3 separate regions of the Zea mays genome follow, and all the other regions are linked to region 3. Evidence: chromatin contacts called from public Hi-C data. All regions are on one chromosome and are shown on one strand. Each heading gives the region's core, a stretch centred on a gene start, on an enhancer-like site or on the middle of the called end of the contact. The rest is flanking DNA. Distances are from core to core; before and after follow the strand shown. Region 1 holds the start of LOC100284946 (catalytic/ protein phosphatase type 2C). Region 2 holds the start of LOC100194126 (cryptochrome2). Region 3 holds the start of LOC100384264 (Myosin heavy chain-related protein).

The links. Hi-C and Micro-C count contacts between places; a contact is called where the count stands out from the background.
Region 1: a Hi-C map of leaf mesophyll shows a contact between it and region 3, with 3 times the contacts expected there. The contact joins the promoter of LOC100284946 here to the promoter of LOC100384264 in region 3. A contact is called at or near these places in 2 of 25 Hi-C or Micro-C datasets (ear and leaf mesophyll).
Region 2: a contact with region 3 is called in a Hi-C map of tassel, with 3 times the contacts expected there. The contact joins the promoter of LOC100194126 here to the promoter of LOC100384264 in region 3. A contact is called at or near these places in 10 of 25 Hi-C or Micro-C datasets (bundle sheath, ear, endosperm and 4 more).

What each region holds. Positions count from the first base shown.
Region 1 is chr2:46,186,103-46,189,316 of Zm-B73-REFERENCE-NAM-5.0, forward strand. LOC100284946 (catalytic/ protein phosphatase type 2C) reads left to right here and starts at 1,858. Exons shown (of 9, transcript NM_001157841.2): 1 at 1,858-2,211; 2 at 2,342-2,513; 3 at 2,750-2,900; 4 at 2,986-3,049. The coding sequence starts at 1,984.
Region 2 is chr2:45,387,515-45,390,373 of Zm-B73-REFERENCE-NAM-5.0, forward strand. LOC100194126 (cryptochrome2) reads right to left here and starts at 1,426. Exons shown (of 5, transcript NM_001359400.1): 1 at 883-1,426; 2 at 122-340. The coding sequence starts at 1,189.
Region 3 is chr2:45,837,265-45,840,355 of Zm-B73-REFERENCE-NAM-5.0, forward strand. LOC100384264 (Myosin heavy chain-related protein) reads left to right here and starts at 1,291. Exons shown (of 2, transcript NM_001176829.1): 1 at 1,291-1,523; 2 at 1,690-3,091. The coding sequence starts at 1,302.

The sequences.
Region 1 (3,214 bases), core at 608-3,107, 350 kb after region 3:
CGTCCCGACCTCGAAATTGAGGTGACAGGATGGAATAGCGCAGAGGCGTTGCTGTTCTGGATCGAGTCAGTCATGGAGGCACCAGCTCGCGTCGATCCCGCCAAACTGACGCGAGGCAGGAAAACGAGGAGTCGGTCGGTTCTCGGTTGCATCCACGCAAACTGGCAAACAAAGCCGAACGAAAAAGCTAGCTCCTCTTGACTGCCCTTTGCTTTCAGTCTTGGAATCTTCAGCAAATACCCTATCCCCCGTTGACGCTGGCTTTCATCTCAACAGTTAATAGAAGTTTTCTCCTCTATATGTCACATGGAATCCCTAACTGTAGAATCGAACGACACAATAATAGATAATCAAAGTGTTGAATCGTTGCGGAAGCTCAGAAATAATTACAACACATCTCCTCCTAACTACAAAATCAAATCAATTCATTTTTTTTTCACAAAACTAGAGATGACTATGTTTTACTACTAAGGCAAGATTGTTGATCAGATATACTATCATACTAAACTAGATACTAAAACAACTCAGCTAACGCAACTGGAATAATCGAACTTTCGGATCTTGATATATTAACGAGAAACAAGACATCTGTGACCGAATATAACGATAATCAATCAACTTTATTTTTGTTAGTAGAAACGAGATTGTTCAAAATCTGTAACTTCGTTCGACCTGGAATTTTATCGGACTAAACAAAGTAAAAATACGCAACTAACCCGGCTAGAATCATGCTAGTCAGACTTACAAATTTTGACATATTAATGGAATAAGACATGTGACAGAGTTTAACGAGAATTGATCAACTTTGTTTTGATAGTAAAAGTGAGTTTGTTCAGAATCTGTAGCTTTGATTAACCTAAAATTTTATCATACTGGACTAGATAAAATTATGTAACTAATATACTTGTAATCATGTGGATCCGACTTCTGTATACTTGTAAGCAACTGACTGTTAAGCAACGGAACGACGAGTCTCAGTATACTGCCAGGCGGCAGGCGAGTAGGCGACCATCCCTGGCTCAGCTGAACACAAAATCTATGTGTTTATATGTAGATGACAATAGAGGTTAGAAAAGTATAAGAACAAACTATCATGAATTATCTTTCTAAATAAACGACAATAAAAACCATTTGCACTTATCCTTATCTTATATCACCTATAATTAATTTGGTGCATATTTTTATGTTAAAAATGCACAGTTTAAAAATTCTGGGCTCCACCGCGGGTTTTGCGGATGCCATGTTAGTTATCCCCATTATCCGTGCATCGGCCAGTGGAGAAGGACCACACCAACCCTATCGCTGGACTTCGGGGAAAAAATGGTTCCGGGAATCTAAATGCACATCCGATCGACCGATCCTGCCTCGTTCGTAGGACAGTAATGCTTTCACAGCCACATGCTGCAGAAAATTCTTGCTGATGTACAGCTACAGGACACTGCCGAAGACCTGGACGACCGGTGCTTCCACTGCCCCCGGCCAGGTGCCACCACGCGAACACCCGATCAACTCGCTCTTCCCCCACCTGACCCAGACCCACGCCCACCCGCTTGCCGCGTCCCGGAGTTAAAAACGCACGCGGCCGCGCGCTCCCTCCTGCCGCTTTTCGGGATTTCATTTCGTAGGGCGAGGGGCCGGCGCGCGTGGGAGCGGGCTGGATTTGCGCGTCCTGTACCGAGCGCCCCATGTGACAGGTCGCTCGCTTGCCCCCGCTCCGCCGCTCCCTCCCTCGTCCCGCAAAGCAACCGCAACGCGCCGAGCGGGCAGCGGGGTCCCCGGCCAGCCGAGCAATCCCCCCTCCCCACCACCCCAAAAGGCGAGGCAGCGAGCGGGCGGAAAAGGCTAGTGCGCGCCTCGTGCTCGTGCTCCCCCGAGCAGACTAGACCAGCGCGCTAGCGCCAGCAAGGCCAAGGCGAGGGAGGGGCGATGCTCGCCCGATCTGCTACAGCCGCCGCCGCCGCCGGGATCTGGCTGTGATTAAGGATGTCGGCGTCGCGGAGCGGGAGGATCAGGCGGGCCGGGAGCGTGGCGCTCGGGGACTTTCTGCGGCGGGAGGCGTCGGCGGAGCGGGCCGCGTTGGGAGGCGGCGAGCGGCCCTCGGTCGCGGCGGGGCAGGCCTGCCGGGCGAAGAAGGGCGAGGACTTCGCGCTGCTCAAGCCCGCCTGCGAGCGACGCCCCGGCGCGCCGTCCACCTCCTTCTCCGCCTTCGCCGTAAGCGCTGCCCACCTCCCTGGACCCGGACCCGTCTTACCTTACGCGTCCCAATGCTAGTCTGCTACTATGCTCCGGGTTCGTGCTGACAGGGCGCCTCGCCGGTGCTTGGTCTCGTTCGCTCTTGCAGCTGTTCGACGGGCATAACGGGAGCGCCGCAGCGGTGTACGCCGAGGAGCACCTCCTCGCCAACGTGCTCGGCTGCGTCCCGGCCGATCTGAGCAGGGACGACTGGCTCGCCGCGCTCCCAAGGGCGCTCGTCGCCGGGTTCGTCAAGACCGACAAGGATTTTCAAACTAAAGGTAACTGAAATTCCTTCGATTCATGGAACTAAATTGATTGCTACCCTCACTTGTCACTACCAACTACTAGCAAGTACCGCGCATGTACTACTAGTTGAGTAGAGTACCGGCACATCTATTGCCATCCTGGCATCTCTATGGCCAGGCGTTAGGTGGGGATTGTTTCAAATTGACCGTGTAAATGGTTTGATGGTGCTGATCCTTGTTGGCCTGTCCCGTGTACATTTTTTTTTCAGCTCATTCCTCGGGGACAACCGTGACACTTGCCATAATTGATGGCTCCGTTGTAACTGTTGCGTCCGTTGGTGACTCACGTTGTGTCCTTGATGCTGCGGGATCCATCTACTATTTGTCGGCTGACCACCGCTTTGACGCTAATGAAGAGGAGTAAGACTTCTTTCTTACCGTGCACTGTTGTTCTACAGCTGGTTACACGTTGGGCTTTTCTGACTTGTTAGTTTTTGATTTGTAGGGTTGGACGTGTAACCGAATGCGGAGGTGAAGTTGGAAGGCTAAATGTTGTCGGTGGTGCTGAGGTTGCTCTTTGCCTTTTCACTCACTCCAAAGTTTTCCATCTAGTTTATGCAGTTGGTAGCCAAAAAAAGGTTTCTTTATTGGAAAACAGCTAACGTGCTTTTATTTTTTTCTGTTTTTGGTGAAATATTTAATACTTTTTTTTGTTGAAGTTTCTGAGGCAGAGA
Region 2 (2,859 bases), core at 176-2,675, 450 kb before region 3:
CCAGCCAATCAACTAAAGAGCTAATTCAACATCATCTTGTAGCAGAAGCACAATGTGTCGTCAGTAAGCTATCTGTACAAGTAGAAGCTAGAAAAATTTAAACTCATAGTCCTTCAAGCACCTGAATTGATCCTCTTCGGGGGCAGAAGCGGTGCAGGGGGGTCATACGGCATGCTGAGGCACCTGTTCCAGAACGGGTCGAACATGGTGAATGGCTGCCCTTCATCATCGACAACTTCCCATGGCTCGTACAGCAGATCCGAATTGAAAGATTGCACAACGATGCCCTCAGCCGCCAGCATCTCCTTCAACCGGCGGTCCCTGACCAGTGAGATCGGGTCTGAAAAGATGGTGACACAGTAAGATGAGATGGACTCAAAGGCCTAAAGCATCTTCTCTTAGTACCAGGCCAAGCAATTAGTGGAGTGAAAACTAAAGCACTACAGAACTACTATATGTGGAACTTGGCATACCTCAATGGGATGGACTAGGGAAGCAAAGAACTTTTGTGAGTTAAGGAGACGGCGAAATGCTGGGATTTTACTCAGTTGGCAAGTGGAGGTTTATCAAGACTCAAGGCTTGAGACCAGGGCTCTTGCTCAACTGGGAAGCAGTTGACATGTGGAGTTACGAGTTCTAATATATCAAGCACAACCTCAATAATATAAAGATCTGCTCGACATGGAACAATTCAGATGAATAGTGAAACAAAAAAGAAAGAAACTGCAATTGATTTGTTTTATCTAGTGAAGCCAAGTTCGATAATTGTGTACCAAGGAGGGGAATCCTGGATACAATCGCTGAGTGATAACAATATAAAAAGAAATCAATAACAATATGAGAGGAAGAATATTTCCTACTGGGTGGAAGCATGGAACAAACCGTATAGATGATTGAAGTAGACGTGCGTGGCGCCGGTGTCGCGGACCAGCTGGAGCAGCGCGACGGCGGCGTCGGCCGACCTCCGCGTGACAAGCTTTCCCGCCCCAAGGCGGCGGAGCGAGGCGTCCAGGTGGTTCAGGCTCTGGCTGATCCACCACCGGGATACGCGGCCGGGGTAGTAAGGGCCCTCCTCCTCTGGCGACCAGACGTACGCCGGCACCACCTCCCCACCGGCACGCGCCGCCGCCGCGAGCGCCGGGTTGTCCTCCACCCTGAGGTCCCTCCGGAACCACACCACGATCCTCATCGCCGGGTCCCCGCCGCACAGGGACGTCAGGAAGCCATGGAGCCAGGAATAATGAGTGGTGCGCTGAGACCCACTGCTTTCTTCCTCTTCTCCCCCGAGATTCCCAAGAACAGTGGAGGAGTGGGCGCACGAGTCGTAGAGTAGTAATTTCCCCCCTACTCTTCTCTTCTCTGATGTTTGCAGTTGGTGCTTCTGGTTTCTGCTGGGACAGTTCTCGTCCAGTGGAGAAAGAGGCTGTGGATATCAGGATTGCTTGGCTAGGTTTGATCTAACTTTTCTCCTTGTCCATTTGCCTCCCTGGCCCTCACCGTTTCCCTCTATATAATATTCCCTACTCTGTATTACAATAGCATTATTATTCCGACAGAGAAAATTAAAGGGGGAGAAATCAAAATGGTTTGTTAATAGTGGAATTCTCTACTTATCGGCTTTCCCGTGAAATACTAGGCTTTGCTTTCATTGAGATAAGATAACTTCACTTTAAGAACAAAACAGGGCTACAAAAACCAAAAAAAAAAGCAAGGATTAAATTTCTCAAAGCAAAAGGCATCCCGTAAAGTTTGGAGCGGCACGTTTGATTATTTTTAGCAAAAAAATGCTGTGAGTGCCTTTTTCTGCCCACTGTGATCAAAGTAACACAGCTATCTCTCTCTCTCTCTCTCCTCTCTCTCTCTCTCCTCTCCAAACAAGTATCCTAGCCTTTGCCATTTTCCTTTGGTGCGAATGTTCGACGTCTTCTCTAATAATGCTGGCAAAAAAGAGTCCGTCTTATCTAATGCAAAAAGGCAAGCTTTATCCAGAAAAAAAATGTCTTCTTGGTTGGTTCAAACCCTTTTTATTGTACCGTTGTAGGGACCACACATCGCCTAACAATGGATTAATAATCGAGCTTTCACGTTCTAGTTTATCAATGGAGCAACTCCAACTCTCCAAGAGTCTCTTCACATCAATAATAATCTAAAAGATTCTCTCCATATTAACCTTTTTATTGCCATCCAACTGTTTCTTTTTAGTTAGAATCTCTAATTATTGTCACACTATATTTTGGAGATATATAGAGCCGCGCGTGTTCGTATCTCAGTGAGCAATTCTGCTCCTACGTTACGTTAGATATAAATCAAAGTACATGATTAATGATAAAACGCAACATATATAGTCCTACCGGATAAGCTCTATATGCAAAGCAGTTCCTGGATGGGCGGCGCATGGACGTGAGGCGCGTCGGGGGCCCCCCTTTTCTTTCCTTTCCTTTCCTGACAGCGCTGTGCACTTGTGCATGCTTGACCTGTAGTACTGATCTAAAAAAGGCTTGGGAAACTTGGATGATGGAGCCCGGCTACGCATGGCTGGCCTGGCCTAATGCCTGCCTTTGCATCCAGATCCTCGTGACGACGAATATATATATTCGCTGTGGTCGATCGTCTGTAGATGATGATAAGAGAACCTATCTTAACGCATGATCGTTCATGGGTGGCACGCACGTCCAACGGACGCGACGCTGTCCTGTCACCTCGTCCTCGTCCTCGTCCTAGTGCCCGGAAAAGCACGAGAGCTAGCGCTGCTGCTCCGAAACAGGGAGGGCTCCTCCTCAAACTCGTTTCAGTTGCAGACCGCGAACCCCAACGTTGTGCAGTGTTCCGTGTGCGTCGGAGGAGCGGCCGGGGATTAGA
Region 3 (3,091 bases), core at 41-2,540:
AGTCCGAGCAGGCCATCCTCCTACAGCCAACCAAGTCGACCACAGTCCACAGGTGCCCATCCTCTAGAAACTCGGTTTAGCCGATTTTTTCGTTAGCTAGGCAACCGATTTAGGCCATATTCGGTTCTACCCAATCCATATTGATTGAGGGGGATTGATGGGGTTTCAATCCCTAGTAAGTCAAAAGCTCCTCCAATTCGTATCAATCCCCTCCAATTTATATGGATTGCAAATAACCGAAAAAACCCTTATATTGTAAATTGGTTTTGATCTATTTTAACGTGGGGACGTCTTAGATTTACATTTTAGTGGTATAAGGTCATCTTCTATATACATGATAGGGTTATAGTCAACTGAGATCTCAACTTCCCATCACCACTATCTAAAATACTATACTCCTCGTCAAGGGTAAGGAGTTCTTGTAACGCTGAAAAAATATTTATGAAACTACCAGCAGAAGCGTCGTCATCTGATTGACTGGTTCAAGAGAAAGGTCCGTGTATACTAACGACGCGCTGAAAAAGAAAAAACTTAGACCTGCCTACCCCATTCAACGATCAACCGCTCTCACGTGGTCATCACGTGGCCGCAGCTTCAACAGAATTTTCCCGCAGCCCGCGCCCCACCAAACGGCGGCACGCAGAAGGGAGGGAGGCCCTCCCGCGCCGGCGCGACAGACGGCCACCCCCAGCTCCAGCTCCAGCTCCAGCCCCCGCCCCCGTGCCCGATCAAAGAATACCGGGCAAAACCACCGCCGTTGACCCCATGTCACACGCCGTGTCCGCTATCCAGTGTCCACGCCTGCCGCCCGCCAGGCTCCAAACGCACCCGCCTTTTGCGGGCCCTCGCCCGCGACGACGCACACAATACATACATGTAAACCGGACTCCGTTTGTTTTTTAATATATATACGTATCTGAGGCGAAATATTTCGTCTTTCCTATAAAAATAAACCGATTGTAAAATCTAAAATCCTTGCATTCCAAAAAGCCCTGCCCACGGCGTGGCTTCACCTTCGCCCTGCGCGGCTGCGCCCCTGCCCTTCCACGACGACGACCACGACCACAGCAGTACAGCACCCCCGAGTCCCCGACCCCGTCCTCGGCGGTGGCCCGCCAGGCCTTCTTCTTTTACGTTCCCCTCTGACACGGGTTTCTTTTCCTGGCCTCGGAGTCCGCGCCGGCCGCCTCGTGCCCGACCCGAGGTGAGAATTCACTCGCCCGCCCACGCACCTTCCTTGGCTATAGATCCTTCTTCCCCGGCTGATCTCTCCGTTGCCACTCCCTGTGACAGTGGCCTCCATGTGCGTTCTTTTATTGTTTGACTATTTAGTCCGGCGATACGGTTTCCTCAACTGGGATCCGCCATCCACCTCGCAGATCGGATCTCCTTCGAGGCCGGGCTCAGGCCTCAGGGGTGCCGCCACCGCCTCGTCCGTCTCCAGGGACCGCGAGCTGTCCCCTCGCCTCCAGCGCAGCCGCTCATCCGCCGGCGGCGGCTCCAAGGCGTCCCTGTCCCCGGAGGTACTGCACACCACCGCCTTTTGTTGCCATCTCCCACGCTACGTTACGCACGAAGCCGAACGCCTTTGGAACGGAGTCAAGACCGATCAGGGGCGCCGGTATATATTAAGGACATTACAGTTTGTTTTTTTCTAACGGCGGCGGCTCTTGGTTTCCTGTTCGGCAGAGGCGGCGCGGCGTGGGCGCGATGCAGCAGCGGGTGGCGCAGCTGGAGGAGGAGCTCCGGAGGGAGCGGGAGGAGAAGGCCCGGACCGTGAGGGACCTCGAGGACCTGAGGCGGGACGGCGGCGCCAAGGGTGTCGCGGACAAGGTGCACCTTCTGGAGCGGGAGGTGAGCAAGTCCAAGCAGTCGGAGCGCAAGATGCTGGAGTCGCTGATATACCAGACCAAGCAGCTGGAGCAGACCAAGATATCGCTCGAGGAGGCCAAGCTGGAGATGGCCACGCTGCAGCAGCAGGCGAGCAAGAGCCTCGCGTCAGCCCGGCGCGGCGGCGTGCTGGAGCAGAGGAGCGTCAGGGACCTCATGTTCGGCGGCGCGGACGAGGAGATCATGGTCCTGCGCGCGGAGCTCCGGGCGGCGGTGCAGGGCGAGGAGAGGAGCCGCAAGGCGCTGGACGACCTCTCCGCCGCGCTCTCGGACGTGACCGCGGAGGCCAGGCAGGTCAAGGCCTGGCTCTCCGAGGCGCAGGCCGAGCTGGAGGCCGCCAACGCCGAGGCCGGGCGGCTGCGCGCGGCGCTGCGCGGCGCGTCCGACGAGCGCGACCGCTACAGGCTCGAGGCCGACGAGTGCGCGGCGGCCTGGGGCGACAAGGAGCGCGTGCTCCTCGACTGCGTGCGCGCGTCCGAGGGCGACGCGAGCCGGGCGCGGCAGGAGAACACCAGGCTGGTGGAGTCGCAGCGCGTCGTCCGCGACGAGAACGCGCGCCTGCGGGACATCCTCAAGCAGGCCGTGGCCGAGGCCAGCGCCGCCAGGGACTCGCTGGAGCTCGCCAGGGCCGAGAACGCGCGCCTCAGCGCCGCCGTCGCCGACAAGGACGGCGCGCTGCAGAGCCTCCGCCAGGAGTACGAGTGCGTCAGGGTCAGCGAGGCCGCGGCGCAGGGTAGCCTCAGGGAGCTCAACAGCCTCCTCGCCGCCACCACAACGACGGCGTGCAACACGCCCGCGTCGTCCGCCAAGACCGCCCCCGCGCCGGGCTACGGCCTCGATCAGCGCCTTCCGAATGGCAGCAGCAAGAAGGGAACGCCGCGGTCGGCGTCGCAGCGGTGGATGCCTGACAAGCCACGGACGCCGAGCAGCCGGCGGACGTACTCGATCGGCGAGCCGGGTAAGCTGACGACTGGCTTCTCGCGGTCCGCGCGGATGGGGAACCTGAACCCCAGGGATCGGGTGTTCGCGTCCCTGAGCAACATCGCCGACCTCAAGTCCGCGGCGGACGCGGCGACGGAGGACTTGGACGACGAGTTCGACCACATCGACGAGAGCCACTACGTTGACACGGAGGACTCCACGAAGCACAAGAAGAGCCTGATATTCCGCAGATTCGGTGATTTTTTCAGGAGGAAAAGCC